2 separate regions of the Mus musculus genome follow, and region 2 is linked to region 1. Evidence: chromatin contacts called from public Hi-C data. All regions are on one chromosome and are shown on one strand. The core of a region is the stretch at or near the end of the contact, and the rest is flanking DNA. Distances in the headings are between cores, read along the strand shown. Region 1 has its middle 89 kb from the start of Gm13218. Region 2 has its middle 30 kb from the start of Gata3.

What was found. A called contact is a pair of places that touch in the nucleus more often than the background predicts.
Region 2: a Hi-C map of group 2 innate lymphoid cells shows a contact between it and region 1, with 6 times the contacts expected there. The contact joins two enhancer-like sites. A contact is called at or near these places in 2 of 484 Hi-C or Micro-C datasets (embryonic stem cells and group 2 innate lymphoid cells) and 1 of 115 datasets of contacts at active chromatin or transcription factors (regulatory T cell precursor).

Annotation. Positions count from the first base shown.
Region 1 is chr2:9,680,072-9,683,481 of GRCm38.p6, forward strand. No RefSeq gene overlaps it. Among named protein-coding and RNA genes, the nearest start is that of Gm13218, 89 kb to the left of the region's middle. Within about 2 kb of position 2,045, at least 48 of the 459 cell types and tissues checked have an H3K27ac peak or open chromatin away from gene starts, as enhancers often do. A contact at or near this core is called in group 2 innate lymphoid cells and regulatory T cell precursor, where this site is marked.
Region 2 is chr2:9,847,137-9,850,694 of GRCm38.p6, forward strand. No RefSeq gene overlaps it. Among named protein-coding and RNA genes, the nearest start is that of Gata3, 30 kb to the right of the region's middle. Within about 2 kb of position 1,290, at least 6 of the 459 cell types and tissues checked have an H3K27ac peak or open chromatin away from gene starts, as enhancers often do. A contact at or near this core is called in group 2 innate lymphoid cells and regulatory T cell precursor, where this site is marked.

The DNA of each region.
Region 1 (3,410 bases), core at 795-3,294:
ACAATGGAGTACTACTCAGCTATTAAAAAGAATGAATTTATGAAATTCCTAGGCAAATGGATGGACCTTGAGGGCATCATCCTGAGTGAGGTAACCCAATCACAAAAGAACTCACACAATATGTACTCACTGATAAGTGGATATTAGCCCAGATACTTAGAATACCCAAGATATAAGATACAATTTGTGAAACTCATGAAACTAAAGAACGAAGACCAAAGTGTGGACAAAACACCCATAGAAGGAGTTACAGAGACAAAGTTTGGAGCTGAGATGAAAAGATGGACCATCTAGAGACTGCCATATCCGGAGATCCATCCCATAATCAGCCTCCAAACGCTGACACCACTACATACACTAGCAAGATTTTGCTGAAAGGACCCTGATATAGCTGTCTCTTTTGAGGATATGCCGTGGCCTAGCAAACACATAAGTGGATGCTCACAGTTAGCTATTGGATGGATCACAGGGCCCCCAAGGGAGGAGCTAGAGAAAGTACCCAAGGAGCTAAAGTGATCTGCAACCCTATAGGTGGAACAACAATATGAACTACCCAGTACCCCCCGGAGCTTGTGTCTCTAGCTGCATATATATCAGAAGATGGCCTAGTCGGCCATCAGTGGAAAGAGGCCCATTGGTCATGCAAACTTTATATGCCTCAGTATAGGAGAATGCCCAGACCAAGAAGTGGGAGTGGGTGGGTAGGGGAGTGGGTGGGGGAGGGTATGGGGGACTTTGGGGATAGCACTGGAAACGTAAATGAAGAAAACACCTAATAAAAATAAAATAAAATAAAATATTAAAAAAGAAAAGAAAAGAAAAAGCTGGTGCATACCTACACCCCCCCCCAAAAAAATGGTGAGAAGAAAGACAGAAACAAGAGGATCTCTGGAAGTTTCCAGGCCAGCTAGCCTAGCCTATGTGGTGAAGTTCTAGGTCAATGAAAAACCCTCCCCAAAGAAAAGTTCAGATACCTACGCGCCCATATTCAAGACTGTCCTCTGATGGCCAGCCATTCTGTGCATGCACACACCACACTGTATACACACGCATATAGACAAATAACAAAATAAAATAGTAATGATAATAATAATTAGGTGGAATTATTTTGCCCTTTACAAAACAGAGAAATCAAAAGCTGGAAAAAGCACATAACCCAGTGATTTTTATAAAATTAAAAAGAGAAAAAATTATATAATACTACTGATAAAGTATGGTGGTTTGGTCTCTATCCCTTTTCCCTTTCTTTATGGAAATATTATTTAAACCAAAAAAAAAAAAATGCCACGCCTGTCAAACCATAATGTTTATTTTAGCAGCTGGTGAGACCTGACCTGTAAATTGGGCAGCCTGACAGTGTCAATCTCCTCCTGGGAAAAAGCATTCTGCATTGTGTAAACAGAAACCGTGGCGTCAGGACTATGCTTCCCAAGACCCAACAAACCAAGTCTAATTTTGATTCCTATATTGGAATCTCCCCAAAACAAATCTAAAACAGGGCAATAGTAGATCTGTTTTCTCAATGTTAAAACTTGAGAGAGAGACAGAGAGACAGAGAGAGAGACAGACAGAGAGAGAGAGAGAGAGAGAGAGAGAGAGAGAGAGAGAGAGGAAGTCATGACACCCACATGCTCAAAAGAGGAATCCCAGGACCAAAACCCATTTCCTGCCTGCAAGCCTGGAGAAACGTTTCTTCTTTATCTAAAATCCGCTTCCTGTGCCCCCTCAGAATCAAGAGCTCAGTCAAAACGCTGCTTCCGGGTTGGCAGAAGAACTCAACTCCTTTCTTCCTTTCCTTGAAAAGCACAGGGCATCAGCTGACTTCGTCTTCTGTGCTTCCTGTCCAGGACGGAGGAGCAGTAGTCTCTTGTAAGTACTTAGAGAGCCTTTGTCAGGTCCAAGCTGGGCTCCCAAGATGACCTGGTGTGTCTCCTGCAACCTCATCCACCATGTAGAAGGTGACGGGAGAGTTCTCATTGGGCACCCAGAGTCAGTCCTGCAGCAGTGCCCCAGCAGGGTTGTCTGAGCAGAGCTGTGTATCTCAGCAGAGCTCAGAGAGAGAAATGAGCAATAGCAAGGGTATTGTTGCTTCTTAAGAGCTGATTTATACAGCACCGAGTGCAAAGCTAAGTGTCACAACTATCTGTTCACGTGAGAAAATGAAGAACTCCATACTCTGTCACCCAGGGAAAATATATTTTCAGTTGAATTACAACCTGCCTTTTCTACTTTTTTCTGCTGTCAAAATTCTAATGTTCTTTGTGGAATTGGGGATGTTAAACAATTGGCCTGGGCCTGAAAACTCCAACCACGTCAAAGTCCCAGTCCTGAATGAGGCAGCAATTGGCTCCTTTTCCAATAAAATCTTCTCCTGGAGAGTGATGGTTTACTTCAGAGAAGTTTTAGGGGCATTCACTGCATACCGTGACTATTCCTCCTGGCAGAAATGACTGCCATGCATACCTCCTAAAGAGAAGCCAACGGGAAGGCTGAGGAGTAGCCGAGTTGCTGGAAACAGATATCACAGATCCTGATAGTGGGTTTGCATTCAATCCAAGCCATAATTTCATTACCCTGTGGACAGTCAGCAAGCTAGATTGTCGGATGCTTCCCCCTCTTTGCCCCCACTCTAAAAAAACTAAGAAACCCTTCCTAAATGCAGAGTAGTACAAAATAAAAGGAGCATTTACTCAGATGAAAGTACCTGAATGATGATGTGGGCATGGATGTTCACGTTCAGTATATTCATAACAGCTAATATCTGGGATGTCCTCAGGCGTCCATGCAAAAGTGGACAGATGAAAAGGTAGTGGTATGCCTGTGCAATGGATCATTTCTAAACAGCAAAGAGTTGGTTGCGCCACCCAGATAGAGTGCAAAAAACACTAAACCTGAACAAAGTCAGACAAAAGAATACAATACTAGTTTACAAGACTCCAGAAAGGAAGGAAGGAAGGGAGGGAGGGAGGGAGGGAGGGAGGGAGGGAGGGAGGGAGGGAGGGAAAGAAAGGAAGAAAGAGAGAGAAAGAAAGAAAACAGAAGAAAGAAAGAAAGAGAGAGAGAGAGAAAGAAAGAGAGAGAGAGAAAGCAAAACAAAGAAAGAGGGAGAGAAAGAAAGAAAGAAGGAAAGAGAGAGAAAGAAAGAAAACAAAACAAAGAAAGAGGAAGAGAGGGAGAGAAAGAAAGAAAGAAAGAAAGAAAGAAAGAAAGAAAGAAAGAAAGAAAGAAAGAAAGAAAGAAAGAAAGAAAGAGAAAGACAGACAAAGGCAACAGGCCCTTGGTTATGTAGAATTTGGTAAGACAAGAGGAGGCAGAGGGGTAACAGGAAATATGAGGAAACTTGGGAGAGCTTGGTGCCAGTGATGGTTTGCCTATCTGCCAGATACTTTGGGAAATCAGGTTTGGTGTCA
Region 2 (3,558 bases), core at 40-2,539, 170 kb after region 1:
ATTAAAGGGCTGAAAGGTTGGGCTGGAAGAGTGCATGGACCTGTCTATTGGACATTCCATATTTTGTGTGGACAGTTTGATCCTTTAAGCTCTGAAAACACCCAGAGGGCAAACTGTCAGCACCCTGCACAAGAATTTTGCCCTCAACAAAATGACCTTCAAGTTCCTAAATGGTTTCATATTATTTTTAGGTCTCTGTAGACATATTTCTCTTTGGTCATCCTCTGACATCTTAAATGCATTTATTTGCTGATAGGATTTACCCTCTCTGGCCAAGAGCCACTGATTAACATCTAGTCTGCACACTATGTAGAAATGTAATCCTTAACAAAATGGGACAAGTTTCCTGCAAGCCAACACATTGTATTGATTTGCAAGCTTCAGTTTAACTTGGGCATCCATTCTTGACAAGTTACAGCTGTCTTTCCCTGGCAAAAATTTACATGTCCAAACTTTGTGATAGACTAGAAGTCTCCTCCTTTTTGGTAGAGGTGCATATATTTGTGGAGTATGTTTGTTTGCATGCGTGTGCACAGGATGGGTGAATGGAAGCCAGAGGCCCATAGCCGACTCACTTCCTAAACCACTTCCACTGTCACTAGACTAGCTGACCAGCAAGCCCCAGGGATCCTCCTGTCTCGACCTCCCTTGTACTGGGGTTACAGACATGTGCTACTATGCCTGACTTTTTGTTTGCTTAGTTGATTGGTTTTGTTTTGTTTTTCCAAGAGAGAGGTTCTCTCTGTATAGTCTTAGAACTCACTCTCTAGACCAGGTTGGCCTCGAACTCACAGAGATCCACCTGCCTCTGCCTCCAGAGTGCTGGGACTAAAGGCATGCACCACACCACACCTGGCTTTTTTTATTTGGTTACAGGAGATCCTAACTCAGGCCCATCTGAGCCATCTCTCTAGCCCTGGTTACCTTTTCTTCATCCCCTTGGTAGGCTGGGGCTGAGGATTCGGTTCAGTTCGTAGAGAGCCTGCCAGCATGCAGGAAATCCCGAGCAACACATAAACTAGGCATGAAGGCTCACACCTATAACCCTTGCACTTAGGAGATGGAGATGGGAGGACCAGACATTCAAGACCACCAGCTACTTTGTACATTGGAGGGTAGCATGGCCCACATGAGATTCTGTCCAAAACACAAAACAAGAAAAAGCCAATGACTGATGGGGGACACGCCGTTCCATCCCAATGGCAGCTCTTGACAAGATTGGGCCAGCCCTCACCTCGGCTCCTTCTGAGCAGAGACAGCAAAAACACTAGTTCTCTTAGTGATGCTTTATCTAGATCCTGACATCTTTCTCAGCTGTCAGCTAGTTTGGGGTTTCCCTGAGGTTCACAATTCACACCACTGTGGCCTTTTCTGTTGTTTTATTGTTTAGAGCTGGGCTATACCAACTCTCCCACAATCTAGGGCAGGCCCCTGGGGACAAGATTTTCTGTGTCCTTGAGTAACTCAGATACATCCCCAGAGCTTCAGTTTCCCAGGCCATAGCAGAGAGAGGACGTGGGCCAATGGTACACCTTAGAGAGCTGGGCCAGTAGAAAGAGTGGATTGGTGTGCACCTCGGTTTTTTCCCTCCTCTCCTTTCACCTTTGCTCAGCCAGCTGGCTCTAAGGGCAGACATTCTGCCAGCGCACTTCTATTTGGGGTAACGGAAAGCAGAGACACCTTATCCCTAAACTTCACCTTAGCCACGACTGAAGTTTAAAACCTCCACGCTCCCTCAGAGCTTCAGGTGATCAGCAAAGCGGGTCACATGGAAGCTATGGCCTTTAAAACCCACATTCCCATCCACTTGTCCCAGGTCGTGGTGGCGCCTGCCATTAAGCCCAGCACTAGGGAGGCAGAGACAGGAGGACCTCTGAGTTCAAGGCCAGCCTGGTCTGCAGAGTGAGTTCCAGGCTAGGGCTACACAGAGAAACCCTGTATTGAAAAAAACAAAGGAAGGGAAAAAACAATCCTTACACCTTTGTGGATATGCTTGGAAGCAGGGGAAACGATCCAGCTCTGGAGGGAAAGCTAAGGATACAGAGGGCCTGTGTAATACACAAACTGGATCATGGGCTCCCTGGCCTCTGATAGAGCAGAGGGTATGGTGTGCTGGGTGGGGCAGAAGCAACGTAAAGGAAGCGCCCAATCCCATCTCTCCAGTCATTTTACATCTAAGTGGCAGCTCTGGACCCCCAGTCCAATTATAGAGGCAAGGTCCTCCATTCTGCCCTCTCTACAAAGTCAGGGAGGCACATCTAGATTTGCTGAAGCAGCAAGGCAGAGAGGCCCAATTTGATTGTTCCCAGGCACACACCAGCGAGATGGTAACCACTTAAGGGAAGGCTGAGCCCACATGCGTTGGATTGGATGCTTATACTCAGCATCCATCATTAAAGCTGAGAAAGATTCTTTTTCCTTTTGGTTTCTCCCCGGGCTCCCTCCTTCCTTCTAGGGCTTTTTTTTTTTTTTTTTTTTTTTTTACCAGTGCTGAGGATGGAACCCAGGGCCTTGTAGATGCTAGATAAATGTTCTTACATCTGCAGCCCAGAACCCTGGTTCTTACCTGCTCCTCACCTGCTACAGTCTTTGAAATTGCATCAAGCAAAAACCCTCTTATGGAATGGCTCAGTCAGTCAGTGCTGTCATGCAAGCCTGACAGTTCAGTTCCCAGCACTCACTGAAAAGCTGGGCCTGGCCGCAGGCCTAAACTCTCAAAGCTGAGGAGGCAGGAATGGGAAGAATCCTGGGGCTTGCTGGCCTGTTAGTTTAGCCCAGTGGGCAATCTCGAGGCTCAGTGATAGACCCTGTCTCAAAAAAATACATACAAGCTTACAAACCCTTCCACTGGAGTAAAATGTTACCATGCAAATGTCTCTATTACATTTGTACACTCTTTGTTTCCCTGAGGATGGAACCCAGGGTCTCATGCCTGCTGAGGAAGCTCTCTACACTATCACTGAACTACTCCAAGCACTCGCCACCACTGCTCTTTTTATTTTAAGACAGGGTCTCAAGGATAAGACAGAACTTGAGGACCCAAATGGAAGAGTTAGAGGAAGGACTGAAGAAACTGAAGAGGATGGCAACCCCATAGAAAGACCAACAGTGTCAGTTAACCTGGATTCCTGGGAGCTCCCAGAGACTGAGCCACCAACCAAAGAGCCCCCACGCCCACATCCCCAGCACATATGTAGCAGAGGCCTACCTTGTCTGGCCTTAGTGGGAGAGAATGAGCCTAATCCTGTAAAGACTTGAGGCCCCAGGGTCAGGGATACAGGGAGGGGAGGGGAGGGAAGTCTAGGTTGGGAAACTGAGAGGGGACAGCATTTAGGATGTAATAAAATAAAAATAATTTTAAAAAGCAACAATAACAGCAACAAAAAAACCAGAGTCTCAGAAACTTGCCCAAGCTATCCCTGATCTCTTCCCAGGAACCCTTGTGTGTCTGGTCTCTGCCCAGCCCTGAAGTTATAGACACACACACTGATGTGACAGCTTTATATGTGGTTGCTGGGATCTGAACTCAGAACCTTCTTCTTGGGCAGCAAGCACCGT